Regions from separate parts of the Gossypium hirsutum genome. Here region 2 is linked to region 1. The links are chromatin contacts, called in public Hi-C maps. All regions are on one chromosome and are shown on one strand. Each heading gives the region's core, a stretch centred on a gene start, on an enhancer-like site or on the middle of the called end of the contact. The rest is flanking DNA. Distances are from core to core; before and after follow the strand shown.

Region 1 (6,685 bases), core at 2,657-5,156:
AGAACAATGTCATCGACATAGGCCATAAGCAGGAGTTGGCTATCACTAGAAACGCGAATAAACAAAGACGGATCGACCTATGACTCATGAAACCTAAGCTTACTGACCAGAAATTGTTTGAGTGTGTGAAACCATGCCCGTGGAGCCTGACGTAACCCATATAAGGCTTTGTACAACTTGCACACCAACTTCTGATTGTTGGGTCCTGACACCTCAAACCCAAGTGGCTGATCCATGAAGATTTCTTCAGCTAGCTCTCCATTTAAAAAGGCGTTATTCATGTCAACCTGTCGTAGAGGCCACCCCTTCATTATAGCAATAGCAAGAACAGTCCTGATGGTGACTGCACGAACCACTGGGATAAATGTATCTTAAAAATCAGTCCCTGCATGCTGAGAAAATCCCTTGGCAATCAACCGAGCTTTATATCGATCTATAGTACCATCAGTTTTTTTAACTTTAAATAACCACTTACATCCAATGGTGCGATGGTGTGAAGGGAGTGGATACAGACTTCAGGTATTGTTGCTGATAAAAGCTTGCATACATCTCTCTAGCAAGTGTGTGCCATAGTTGTATGAACATCAGTAGGCATATCAGGTGACTTGCATGTACTGCTCAAATAAGCTTTTAGCTTGAAGATACCAGCTTTGCTACGGGTGATCATTGGATGGGAATTTTTTGGGGTAGGAAGTAGAGGTTGTGCACATGTAGTAATGTTTGGTGAAGCCATAGAGTTATTAGAGGTAGAAGAATAGGACTACAAGCTAGACTGAACAAGGGGTATCGATGTAGGCAAATTAGGTATAGTGGATGACGTGGATGGTGAAGAATTGTTAACCATAATGTTGGGTGAGAAAGGATTTTGTGGTGGTAGGCTGGGGGTTAGAACAAGCAACCTGGAACTAGCTGACATGTGGTCTTTGAGTGTGGAAGAATGGGTGCAAGTAGTTTTGAATGGAAAAGTGTTTTCATGAAAAGTAACATGTCGAGTGATGTATATTCGACCATTGTTGTCTTGGCATCAATACCTTTTATGAATGGGAGAGTATCCTAAGAAGGTACATGAAGTGGATTGGAACTGAAGTTTATGACTATTATATGGTCTAAGGTTCGGGAAACAAAAGCACCCAAAGGTTTTGAGAAAAACATAGTTGGGTTTGGCTCGATAAAGTTTTTTCATATGGAGAAGTATAGCTTAGAGGAGCAGAAGGCAGCCTGTTGATGAGGTAGATGGCACAGCTAAAGGCATCACTCCAATAAGATATAGGCATGGAAGCATGCGCAAGCATGGAGAGACCTGTTTCAACAACTTGATGATGCTTACATTCAATAATGCCATTTTGAGCTGAAGTGAAAGGACAGGTGAAACGGTGCATGATCCTATGCTGAGCAAGATAATGCCTGAGAGATTGAAACTCACCCCCATCTATTTGTAAAGTCTGTAGTTGTAAACCAAGAACGCGCTCAACTTGTCTATGAAACTGAGAAAACACAGTCAAAACCTCAAATTTCTTGTGCAAAAAATAAATCCATGAATATTTGGTGTAGGCATCAGTAAAAGCCACATAGTAACGAAAACCATTCAAGGTCACTAGGGCTGGTCCCCAAACATCAGCAACAACCAATTGTAAATGAGCAGAATACTGAGATATCGAGGAAGAGAACAGTTGTTTGTGCTCCTTGCTTAGATGACATGCAACACAAACTCTTCTTTATTTACATCAACTGACATATTACAATGTTGTAAAGCATTGAGCAATACATTTTTACAAGGATGTCCTAGTCTAGAGTGCCACACACTCAGAGCAACAGACGTTCTAGCTGTAAAATAGTGTGCCGTGCGCATAGGTTGAGAATTTCTAAAAGCATCGTTCAAATAGAGCTTGTACAGGCCATGATGCACTGATCCTCTAAAAAGTACCTCATTGGTCCTTAAGTCACGTACCTGGCACTGTGTCGGGAGAACTTCAAACATCACCTGGTTGTCTCTTATGAACTTAGACATAGATATCAAGTTTTTAGTAATGCCAGGAGTATATAAAAGTGATTTCATGTAAAGTGGTCGTGTCCTAGTGAGCAAAGAGGACTGACCAGAACACAAAACAGGGAGAGAGCTACCATTTCCAACATACACCTTACCTGGCCCATTGTGAGATGGATTATCACCAAGAGAGGTAGCAGAGTGAGTGAGGTGATACGTTACCCTAGTCAGGATGCCAAGCAGGGTCGCCTACAGTGTCAGGTGCAGCAATTAACGCATGTGGTGGAAAAACAGTAGTAGAGGAAGGTGAAACCTGTTGTGTGGAGTTACTCATATATGGATGGGCCCAGTTAGACGTAGGCGCTGACTGATAGGACTAGTTGGGAGAAGGTTGAACCACAGGTGACATAACTGACACATCAAATAGTGTCCAAGGAGAAGGACCAAGTGCATACATGCACATATTTGCTTGCGAAGAAGGCCTGTAGTTGGAACTTTTGTAAGATGAATCAAACCGATGATAGCATCGATCAACTATATATCTAGTTTTTCCACACAATTGGCATTGAATACGGGCTCCAGACTAGCAACCACGCCTACGACCCCGAGAATTTGATGCACGATAAGGTGGTACAGAAGTATTAGTAACTGACTGTGCAGATTGTTAAGAAACTAAATTGGCAGAACTAGGAGTCTCAGCCAGTATAACCTGTTGTCTAGCTTCAGCATCAATTAGCATAGTTGTGACATTCTGAACAATGTATGAAAGCTGACCAGCAAGAATGATTGAAACAATGGACTCATATTCGAATGGCAGCCCATTAAGGATAGCAGTGATATGCTCATTTGCACTGATAGCCTCTCCACAGCTAGCAAGATTATCACAGTAGGATTTGATTTTCAGCAAAAACTCTTTCATAAACATATCACCTTTTCGTTGAGAGTGTAATGCATGACGATAGAACATCAGTCGAGAAGTAGTTTTGCTACCATACAATGTTACAATAGAATTCCAAATCTGAGCAATGGTGTCAAGCCCAATGAGATGAGGAAGAACATCTTGACTTACCGAGAACAAAAGCCAGGAAACAAGAGCGCTATCTTACTGTTCGAACCTAGTGAACTCAACATTTTCTTGAAGCACCCCATCATCACCTGGAACCATCGAAGGGGGTGGTACGGTATGCAAGTCAAGAACACTTTGCAGTTTGTAAGCTTTAACAGCCAACATAGCCTGTTGCCGCCATAAAAGATAATTGGAATCATCAAGAAGTATACTCACTTTCTTGGTAGAGAAGAAACTGCTATCAAGAACACCATTAACAAGATTGGACGCCATCGTGGGTGCAGTAGACTAAACAGCGGAAGAACTCGATGGTTGATCCATGCAACAACCAAAAAGAACCGAAACTTAAAGCATCAATCCCAGGAAGAGAGAGACATTTAATACCATGTTGAAATATAACAAAAAATACTCTAAAACTGAAGAAGTATATTAAATTTCATTAAGCCATATTAATGACCTGATACATGGATTTATAGCAATAGCTGAGAACTGTTTCTTTAACAAACTAACGGCTATCTTAACAGTCAACTAACTAACTTCCAGATACTCTAACACTTAAAACAGAATTATCAAAGATAACAACAAAGAAAGTGAAAGCACAGAAAGCCGTGGAATCAAAGGCATTACCAACCAATGTTAATGATCGTTTGCAGTTTTGGTTTTAATGGCGATGGAAGATGTTTGGCCTTTATGCTTTTATAGAGGGGAAATTATGTTGTGGAGGAATTAAGAAGAACGAGAGGCAACCAATAGAAAAATTGAGGAAAATACAAGTTGTTGGCTTAGTCAAGGGAGAAGGAAGGGAAAGCGATGGCCCGGGGGAGAGAGAGGGACGGTGAGGAGAAGGAAAGGGTCGAGGTGGAGGAGGGACAATGGGAGAGAGGGAAAAGCGATGGTAGAAGGAAGGAGTCGAAAGGGGTGGGGTGTGGGAAGTGGAAGGAAATATATTTTTATTTTTAATATTAATATAATTTTGTCATTATACACAATTAATGACTAAATCAAAGTAAAAGGATAAAATACACAATTACTACCAATTGAAAAAAAAATATTATCGCATTTGAGATCATATAATTATACTTAATATTCATATTATATTTTTTTTTGTTTTTGTGCACAGACCTGAACCTGAAACTTCGTACCTTTAAATCCAAGCATGTAATAATCTGAATCTAAGAAAATCTAAATATAAGAAAATTCAAATTTGAGAAAGCTCGAGTCCAAAATAATTCGAGCCCAAAATTGACTCATGATCGGTCTTAGGCTCGAGACCAATCCAAACTTAAGCCCGAGATAGATCCAATATAAAACTAAAAAAAAATTAAATTTATGAAAATATATTTTAAATATTATATAATTATATTAAAATTTTATAAATCAATACATCTTTATGTTAAATTATAAAATTCAAAAACATTAATTATGAATATAATATTATTTTTAATGCAATTATTATATATGTATAAAAAATATTCAAAGTTAGTAATTAATAAAATTTAAAAATTTTAAGTTTAATGATTATATGAAATATATAATGATGTAATATGTTAATTTAATGATATGAAAATCAAATTAAGTTCCTATCGAATTTATTAAAATTTTAGTAATGAAAAATCATATTTGTATGTACTCACTGTATCTATAATTCATATGAAAAATGAACACAAAAACTTCTTAATATATATATAATTTGTGACATTTTGATGAATATGAGTTTTGGATTACGAAATTTATCAAATAACACGATTTTTGTGTTTCTACAGCAAGGCATAATAGGGTATATAGGGGCACGGACAAAATTTGGATTATTTATTATTATATTATATTATTTATATTTAAACATTTTATAGTATTTTATGATTTTTTTGTATTTTGTTAGAATTTTTTACTTAATTATCGATAATTTTTATAAATTTATAATATTTTTACAACATTTTAAATTTTTTATAATATTTTAAACTACATCTAGAATGAACTAGACAAATAGATGTTCAAATTCAAATAAACTTGAATGTTCATTTCTCTAAGTTTATTTCAGTATATATATTTTATATAATTTTAGGATTTTAATTCTTTTAATATATGATACGTGACAAGCTATGTCAGTATATTTGTCTAGGTGGCATGCCATGTAATTGCTTCACAATGATTTTGTCAATCACGGAAGTGTTTGTTAACAATCAAATTCGTGAATGACAATTTTCATTATAAAATGGGTTTAGTTGATTTTTTTTTGTCATTGAGAGATCAATTGAGTACATTCTTAAGGGCTTAATTGTTTTTTTACTAAGGATTTTTTTTACATTTAAGCCTAAACAAGATAAAGATTTTTCAATATTCAAAATTTAATAATAAAATAAAAATTATTCAAATATCATTTTAGTAGTATAATAAATAATAAAGATTATTTTTATCAATTTAAAAGTTTTTCCAAATTCATGCGTTATATATATAGATAATAATTCAAATAAAAAAATTTATATACATAACCATAAATGTTATATACAAACAAACCAAAATATGACATACAAATTCATATACATATTATATAATAATATTAATTGTGTTAAACATTATACAATGACAAACACCTTATCACCGAACCAGCAGGTTCACTCTATCTCTAAAACGCAAATACTTAGTTAACAGCCTATCAAACCACTGACCTAACCAACAAACCTTAATACTTCTAGTCCCAAATTCGGGGTGTTACAATTACCCTTAACACCCATTAAGAAAGATTCAATTTGGATGATAGTAGATCGATTAATTAAGTCTGCTCATTTCTTACCTGTCTATACGGATTACTCTTTACAAATGTTGGCTAAGTTATATATTTCGGATATTGTGTGACTGCATGGAGTATGTAACACCCTATACTCAGTCTAGTCGTCGGACCCAAGCTATAGGATGCTACAATAGTAAACCGGAACATTCACAAGCAATTTATTCAATAATACTCAATAATCAATAAATACAAACTAATTCCATGTTAAACATGCATTACAATCAAAATCAAGTCTTAATTGGGCTTACGAAAGCTTTTGAGCAATTTCGAAACTAAATCAGGACCGATCTGAAACATTTACAAATTAATAGGCATAAATGCAAAATAGGGGTCACACAAGCGTGTGGCTAGGCTGTTTGATGGCCTGAGTCCATGTGGTGCAAGGCCACACACCAATGTCCTCAAACCGTGTGAACTAAAAATCACCTTGAACGTGTAACACGCACGGTTTAGTGGTAGCCCGTGTGCAGCATAAATACCATGTTTTAAGCATTTTGCATACCATTTAAACCAAATGACCTATAATGCCATTTCATTCTATTCAAACCAACACCAAAATATGCCTATTCCAAGTCAAAAACACCAATTCACTAATCATTTTATCAAACAACCAATGTGCCCTTACTGGCACCAACAAATCAATAATTCAAATCAAATACCAAATATCCAATATTAAGTCTCAACCATAAATTTACATATACAAGGCTATTATACTAAAACAGATTTTGACTAGCTTAAGTTCATTCAACCTATGTACATGCCACAAGTAACCAACTTCAAACATAAAAAATCTACCAAATCAAAAGTTGAAGGGTGTGAGCTTCTTGACGATCTGGTCGACATGTCT
Region 2 (6,685 bases), core at 2,033-4,532, 45 kb before region 1:
TTATGTTTTCTATGTTATGTAAATATCTAATATGAGTTATATATTCAAATACATTTTAAAATAAAATAATACAAATGTGTTAAAAGCATTAATTAAAAATAAAAAATAATTTTTAAAATAATACAATTGTGTCAATATCTAATTACAAATATCTAATTATTATATTTAAATATAGTTTATATATTCTAATTAAATTTAATAAATAAATAATATTAATTACTTAGAAATATTTAAAATTAATTTTATATATTAAAGTATTAACAATAAGTTATAATAAATTATTTTTTATATTTTTGCTAAAAGATCATAATATTAACTAATTTGAACATTATTTAAATACATATTTGTTACTTTATAATATCATGTCTAAAATGAACATTTTATTTCTCAAAAGTACTTTTTGACAGCAATACCAAACACTCAAATTTTTCAAAAGCACTTTTCAAAAATACTTCTCAAAATTATTTTTCCACAACACTTTTCAAAAGTATTGTCAAACTAGCCCTAAGGTGCTGTAGGACAAGAATGAAGGCGCAGCAGTTGTGTTAAGTTGGAAGCCATTGTTAGCGAAAAAGTTATGGGCCAGCTGCTTGATTATGTTACACATTTTGGGTGCATTGTAACTATATAAGTCTAGCCTACATGTGAGATGCCAATAACCGGCTGCACTATTATCAATCTTTGACAAATCAATAACGAAACTATACCTACAAATATGTTGATGGGTTTATGCCACTTAATGCAAATCTAAAGAGGCTGCTTTTTTGGGTGTTCATGCCATCTAAACATTACATCACCATCTAAATTTATGAGAGCCCAATCAGCCTGGGTTGGAGAAAAAATATTGGAATATAAGTTATCATGGTTATTTAAATTGAAAAATCTATTTTTTATTCAATGTAAATTTTTTAATAGGTAAATTTTTTATATTTAAAATAGTGAAAACAATTTAAAAATTTATATAAAGAAATTACATTTTAAAAATTATTATTTTAAAATTTTTGAGAGGGATTCACTTATATCAGTTTAAAACTAAAGCAGTTTTATGTCATTTTATATATTTTTGTACGATTAATATTTTAATAATCTAATCATTACATTTCATATTCTATATAGATCATGTCAAATTTAATATAAATTAAAATTTTTGAACTATTTATTTTATGTAAAAAAAGATTTAATCATTTAATAAATATTAATATATATTGAATAGTTTAATTAAAAAGAGTTTAAAGATGTTCCAACTCCAAGCAGGGAGATGATTGAATATTGGGTGCCAATATTAAAGGCATGTTTTAAACAATGGATTAAGGATCCACAAATTAAAAAGGGATGCTATTATTCTCTCTCTCTCTCACACACCACAGAAGAAAGGATTAGGTCCATTAACTACGTCTGTTGGAGCCTATAAATATAACTGGTTTCAGTTGGGTTTAAAGAAGGGCTCATTAAATTTAAGCTCAAGGGGTTTAGTTTAGTTTTTTCTTTATATATTCCACATCCATTTTCATGTTCATGACTAACCCTCCCAAGTTCAAGAATCTCCTTCCTTGGTTGAAGAAATAATATTCATGATTATATAAAGTAGATTGGTATATACGTACGATTCTATTTTTATATATGGGTGAAATGTGTATAATATTTCATATAACTAGTTAGTGTTCGCTTTCCTGTCTCCACAATGAGCAGAGACGGAAGACCAGCCATTGTTAATTATTATTGAAACTTAATTTACCATAGCTTATAAAGAACACCTTACTCTAATAAGAAAACATATAAACCTATACCATATTTTATAATTTTTTATTTTAAGAGAAAAAATATAATACAAGTTTCTAAGGAATTCAAATATATAATAAAAAATATAACTTATAAATTTGTTTCAAAAAAGTTATAATAAAATATACGCTTACCAACTGATTTATATGTTTGTTGCTTAAAATAATAGTGAGAGAGGAGTCAACTGGTACGTTTTGCAAATTGCAGCCCAAGTTGTGCTAAAAGATTGAATATGTAGGGTTCTTGGAAGCTGGCCTAGGTCTAGCTGAAAGAAATCAACTCAATTTAAGCCAATGAAATGCTGCATCTGTGCTGAGTTGCGTATCCACTAATAATTGCAAGTGCATCGAGCCTGCCCTTGACAAGTAGTAATATAGTCAATGAACATTAATCCCAGAAAAATAATCAAGTAATGTGCAGGTATAGTTTTGTTGGTATCTATTGGTGGCAAGTTGAGCTTTTGATTGTTGAAAAACAAAAGGATGTCAAAATACCACGTAGCATACCTAAATCAGTATAGGTTTCCTTCATTCATATTATTTGTATCTGTGTTGAGAGTTTCAGGACTTGACAGGTGCCCTTGATAGCTACGAATCTGGGAAACTCTCTAAGTGTCCACGTATCAATCATGCTGGGATCTCAACTGTCGGCTACTTTCTTCAGCAAATAACTTTAGTGCTGTGTTTTTTTGTTTAAAAAAAACAACTGTCATGTCATTACGGATTTTCCTTGCTATATAGTTCTCCCTCAACATGGTTCATGAACTTGCTAGTTATTAGCTGCGTAAAGATGGGACAAAATAGATAATGTGATTGAATTGCAAAGAGAAAACAATGCATTTCCGGGGTCTTATCATGTCTCTAATATTTGTGAAATTGCCTTCAATGTCAAGATGATCATCTAGGCCCCAATACAATCCCAGCTATCCAATCATCCTTGGACTTTCAGGAGAATCCTGGGCTACAGGTCCACTATAAAGTCCATCTCGATTGAGATAGAGAAAATGAAATAGAAAGAGAAAGACTGTTGACAATCAGAGAAACCGACAATTGAAGCTTGTAAACACCACACACCAGCCGCCAACTAGACGGTATAGGGAGTCCTCAATTGTCCACTAGAGTTCCGAAGCTGTGGTCCTATGCCTACAGCTCTATAATAACATATGGACCAAGATGTACCCAATCAATTTTTCATTTTTTTTCTTATTAGAAAACCTTTTATCAGAAGCTCGATAACAATAAATAACAATGTAAAGGCATTGCTTTGACCCCCCCCCCAAAAAAAAAAATTGTAAATACATTGCAGAGCTGTATGGTCCAAACTCATTTAGGTGTTAGAGCTACCGTACCAAGGATTCTTTTATGATTTTATCCGTCGAATGCAGAGTGGGTAGAAGGGCTTTGTTTAAAGATCCATCCTAACAGAATTAGGAACCTTATATATTGGTCTGGTTTATCTCTACCCATTGTCATGTAATGATGGCAAAAGAGAGACGGTGGTCGATGGCGACCCTACTTTTCAATGAGCCCAACCTAGCTATAAGCAAACGTAGGCTATAGGGGTGGAGAGGAAAGCATAAGGGATGCAAAGCAATATGCGCCGACATGAATCTTTATCAAAGCTACACTTTTCGATGTTAACAAATTAGTGATAAGGAAGAGGGCCCAATCACAATTTACTCCAATTGGTTAGACATCATAGTCTGCTCTCCAAGGCGTTCTCCTCATTTTCTCTCATACGTGAATATATATGCTAGGCTAGCTGTTATACCTACCTACAGCTGCAGGCATAATCTTTGTGAATCATCTCTCATCTTCTCTCCAATATTTTTATACGCTCGCTCGGATTCAACATGTGACATTTCGACAGCACGCCAAAAAGGCAAAAAGGCATTCAACGTGTGACATCTCTCATCTACACCTCTTTTTGTCCGAGTTACCACTAGTTGCTTAGACTTTAGGACGAGACGCCTTCCATGGGATCATCCATTGATAGCTGAAACATAATCAACATCAGGCCACCCATTACTACGACCAAGTCACTAGTTTTCTGCTGTAAACACTCCCTTAAGTGCGAACATTCTTTTATAGATAGTTGGAATCCACATGAGCATACGATCCTTGTGCTTCCCTAAAGGACTAACAAAATGGCCCCACCACGTACACCCCCCACACTCCATGGTAATAAGTTGCCACGTCAACACTACCAAACAAAGGGTATCTCCCTATAAATACCTTGCAGGACGATGAGAAAGGGATCTTTTTCCCATTAGCAACCTTGAGCACTTACTTTCTGCACTCAGCCTTCTCAACCCTTACAGTAACCTTACTCTTCCTTATATCCTTCTTTGGCTTTTTATCTGTCTAGCTGAACTAACCTCTTTTGCACCACCACCTTCTCCTCATCTCCATCCTTGTTGATACCTTTCATCAACAATTGGTACAGTGAGCGTGGGCCTTACCATGACTTCTTCTCAGAACAATTCCCTCATCAACCTAGCAAACCTAGCTAACTCCACAAACCCCGTAAACTCGTCAGCTCCGACGAATCCTATCAATCCCATCACCTCTAAACCCTCTTTAAACCAAAACTCCATTGTTTTGACTCAATCATTGAGGTTGAACAACCCTTTTGTTCCTTTTTACCAAACCTTAAACCCTAAATATTGATATTTTCTCGACATCCTCCGGTTCTATCACTCTCTTAACCTCTGCCACCACTTTCTTATGTACTTCCATCATCTTTAATATCGCCAACCTACAACCTTGCTCAACCTATCTCTTTTTACTCTCAATAGACTTTTAGAACCACATCACATGATCCCAAGGAGTACCTTGCCCAATATTTGCAGTACGCTCTCTCTTCCTACCTCACTACCCCTACCTCCTCAAATAGCAGTCACTGCCACTCCTCTAGACCAAGCCACTTATCAGCAGCACTCTGGCTCCCAACATTAAGTTATTGAGATGTAGGAAAAACTTCGGCGTATGAAGAAGTAGCTTTTTAAGCAGCAACACTACTTTTAATAGCAGTAAGAGGGCTAACACCTCATTGACTATAAGAAAGCTCAAAATGAGCAACTAATAGTTGAGTTTAAAGCATCTATTGAGATCACAAGAGGGGCAACTTGGTCAACCTAGACGATGAGGCTTAGCCTACCATCCACAGAAACCTTGAGCGTCATTAGCCTAATGACCTACTTGTTGACAACAACCATCCAGTTGGCTCCCAGAACACTTATGCTAACAATTTTTCCTTGGAGGAGCACGTTAAGCCCTTAAGATGGAAGTTTTGCAAGAAGCTAGAGGGGGTCAAAATAGATGAAACCTCTTGGAGTTACTCCAATGAACCTCTCGTCCTGAAAGTTCTAGCCTTCAAGCTCTTGGTTTCCTTTAAATTTTCCAAATTTTTCCTATATTGGTGTGGGGGACCCGGAGGACCATCCAGCTCACAATAATAACCACATGACCGTTTCCTATGTCGTCTGAGCGTGGTATTTGTCTTTGCTAAAAGGTTTCATTCAATATATTAGTTGGGCTATTTATGAGCTGATTCCTAGCCAATAAAACTCTACAACAATCTCCCAAGTGCTTCATATCCATCTGTTAAATAGAGAATGAATCCCTCGGTAACTTTATTTGTTATTTCAACACAACCACCACGGTCATCAAGAAAACCTCGGATGATTTGGCCGTCTAAGACTTTATTGCTGGTACGACCCATCACTTCCTCAAGGATCATATTGCTAGCAACCTACAAGATAGGCTCTCGACATTGTATGAGATGGCCTATTGATTTGTGAATATTGATGAAATTGAGCAGAGTAGCGCCAAATATTTTTCTCCTATTATTGGAAAAAATCCATTTTGAAAAAAGTTTTCTATCATAGCAAAAAAATAAAATTTAAAAAATCAAGTTGGTTTGTGATATTTATAGTAATAAACTTTTCTAAAAAAATAACTAGCTTTGTGCGAGACGAGAAGGATCCTTGACATTTTCAACTTTTAATTGAATGATCTTCTTCGCTATTCTCGTACCATGAATTGCTTTGAGTATGGGATGGAACAATCTCGAACCAAAGACAGAACTAGAAAAATTTTTCTTACTTTTAGTATCTCTTTCAATAGAAACAAGTAGAAATGTTATTTCCAGAAAATAGAATTTATACCTAAAAATAAATTCTCACTATTTCCGGGTAGAATAACAATATCTTAGAGTTCTATATTACTTGTGTATTTTTAGCCCTATCAATGCCATCTATTTATAGGGTGAGATCGAAGAATCTTGATTAAATTAGTTGAATACAAAAAATACTTATTAGATAGAAAAACTAGTCCCCTAGTTGTACTAGGAAAGAGGGGCGGCAAATCCTGGCTAAAAATATTAGGGTTGCTATCCCCTATATGCGTTATGAGGGGTTTTGGGTCTGTCCTATATTAGGTCCAATTATACATGTGTATTGGACTTAACCCAACACTTTATATTTTTTTCTACCCAATTTTAATTCCCTTAAAGTCATTACAACTTTACCTTAAAAGAATCTATGAGGAAACATATTTAATTTCCATATTTAACGGATTCCGATTGACCAAGTAATCTAATTCCCTTTTCGAACTTCAATTATTTAATTAAAAAATAATTCAAAAAACTTAAATTAATAATCAAGTCATTTCCATGGTTAGAAAGAAACCACAATCATTTTCGAATGTAACACATTTCTCTAACATTATTATTTTCATCCATTTATGTTCATTTGATTCCACATGCAATTCATTTCTAGCAAAGAGATCAATTGGACATATATAATTAAGGCTTAAATAAGTTATAATTAAATTCCAAATTTTCACCTATTAATTAGAAACTCTTTTAATCATGAACTAATTCCATTATAGTATGGTAACTAAGC

What was found. A called contact is a pair of places that touch in the nucleus more often than the background predicts.
Region 2: a Hi-C map of leaf shows a contact between it and region 1, with 2.5 times the contacts expected there. The contact joins two enhancer-like sites. A contact is called at or near these places in 14 of 34 Hi-C or Micro-C datasets (anther, callus, cotyledon and 4 more).

What each region holds. Positions count from the first base shown.
Region 1 is chrD08:39,737,207-39,743,891 of Gossypium_hirsutum_v2.1, reverse strand. No RefSeq gene overlaps it. Among protein-coding and RNA genes, the nearest start is that of LOC107911857, 34 kb to the right of the region's middle. Within about 2 kb of position 3,906, at least 2 of the 9 cell types and tissues checked have an H3K27ac peak or open chromatin away from gene starts, as enhancers often do. A contact at or near this core is called in leaf, where this site is marked.
Region 2 is chrD08:39,781,773-39,788,457 of Gossypium_hirsutum_v2.1, reverse strand. No RefSeq gene overlaps it. Among protein-coding and RNA genes, the nearest start is that of LOC107911851, 40 kb to the left of the region's middle. Within about 2 kb of position 3,282, at least 3 of the 9 cell types and tissues checked have an H3K27ac peak or open chromatin away from gene starts, as enhancers often do. A contact at or near this core is called in leaf, where this site is marked.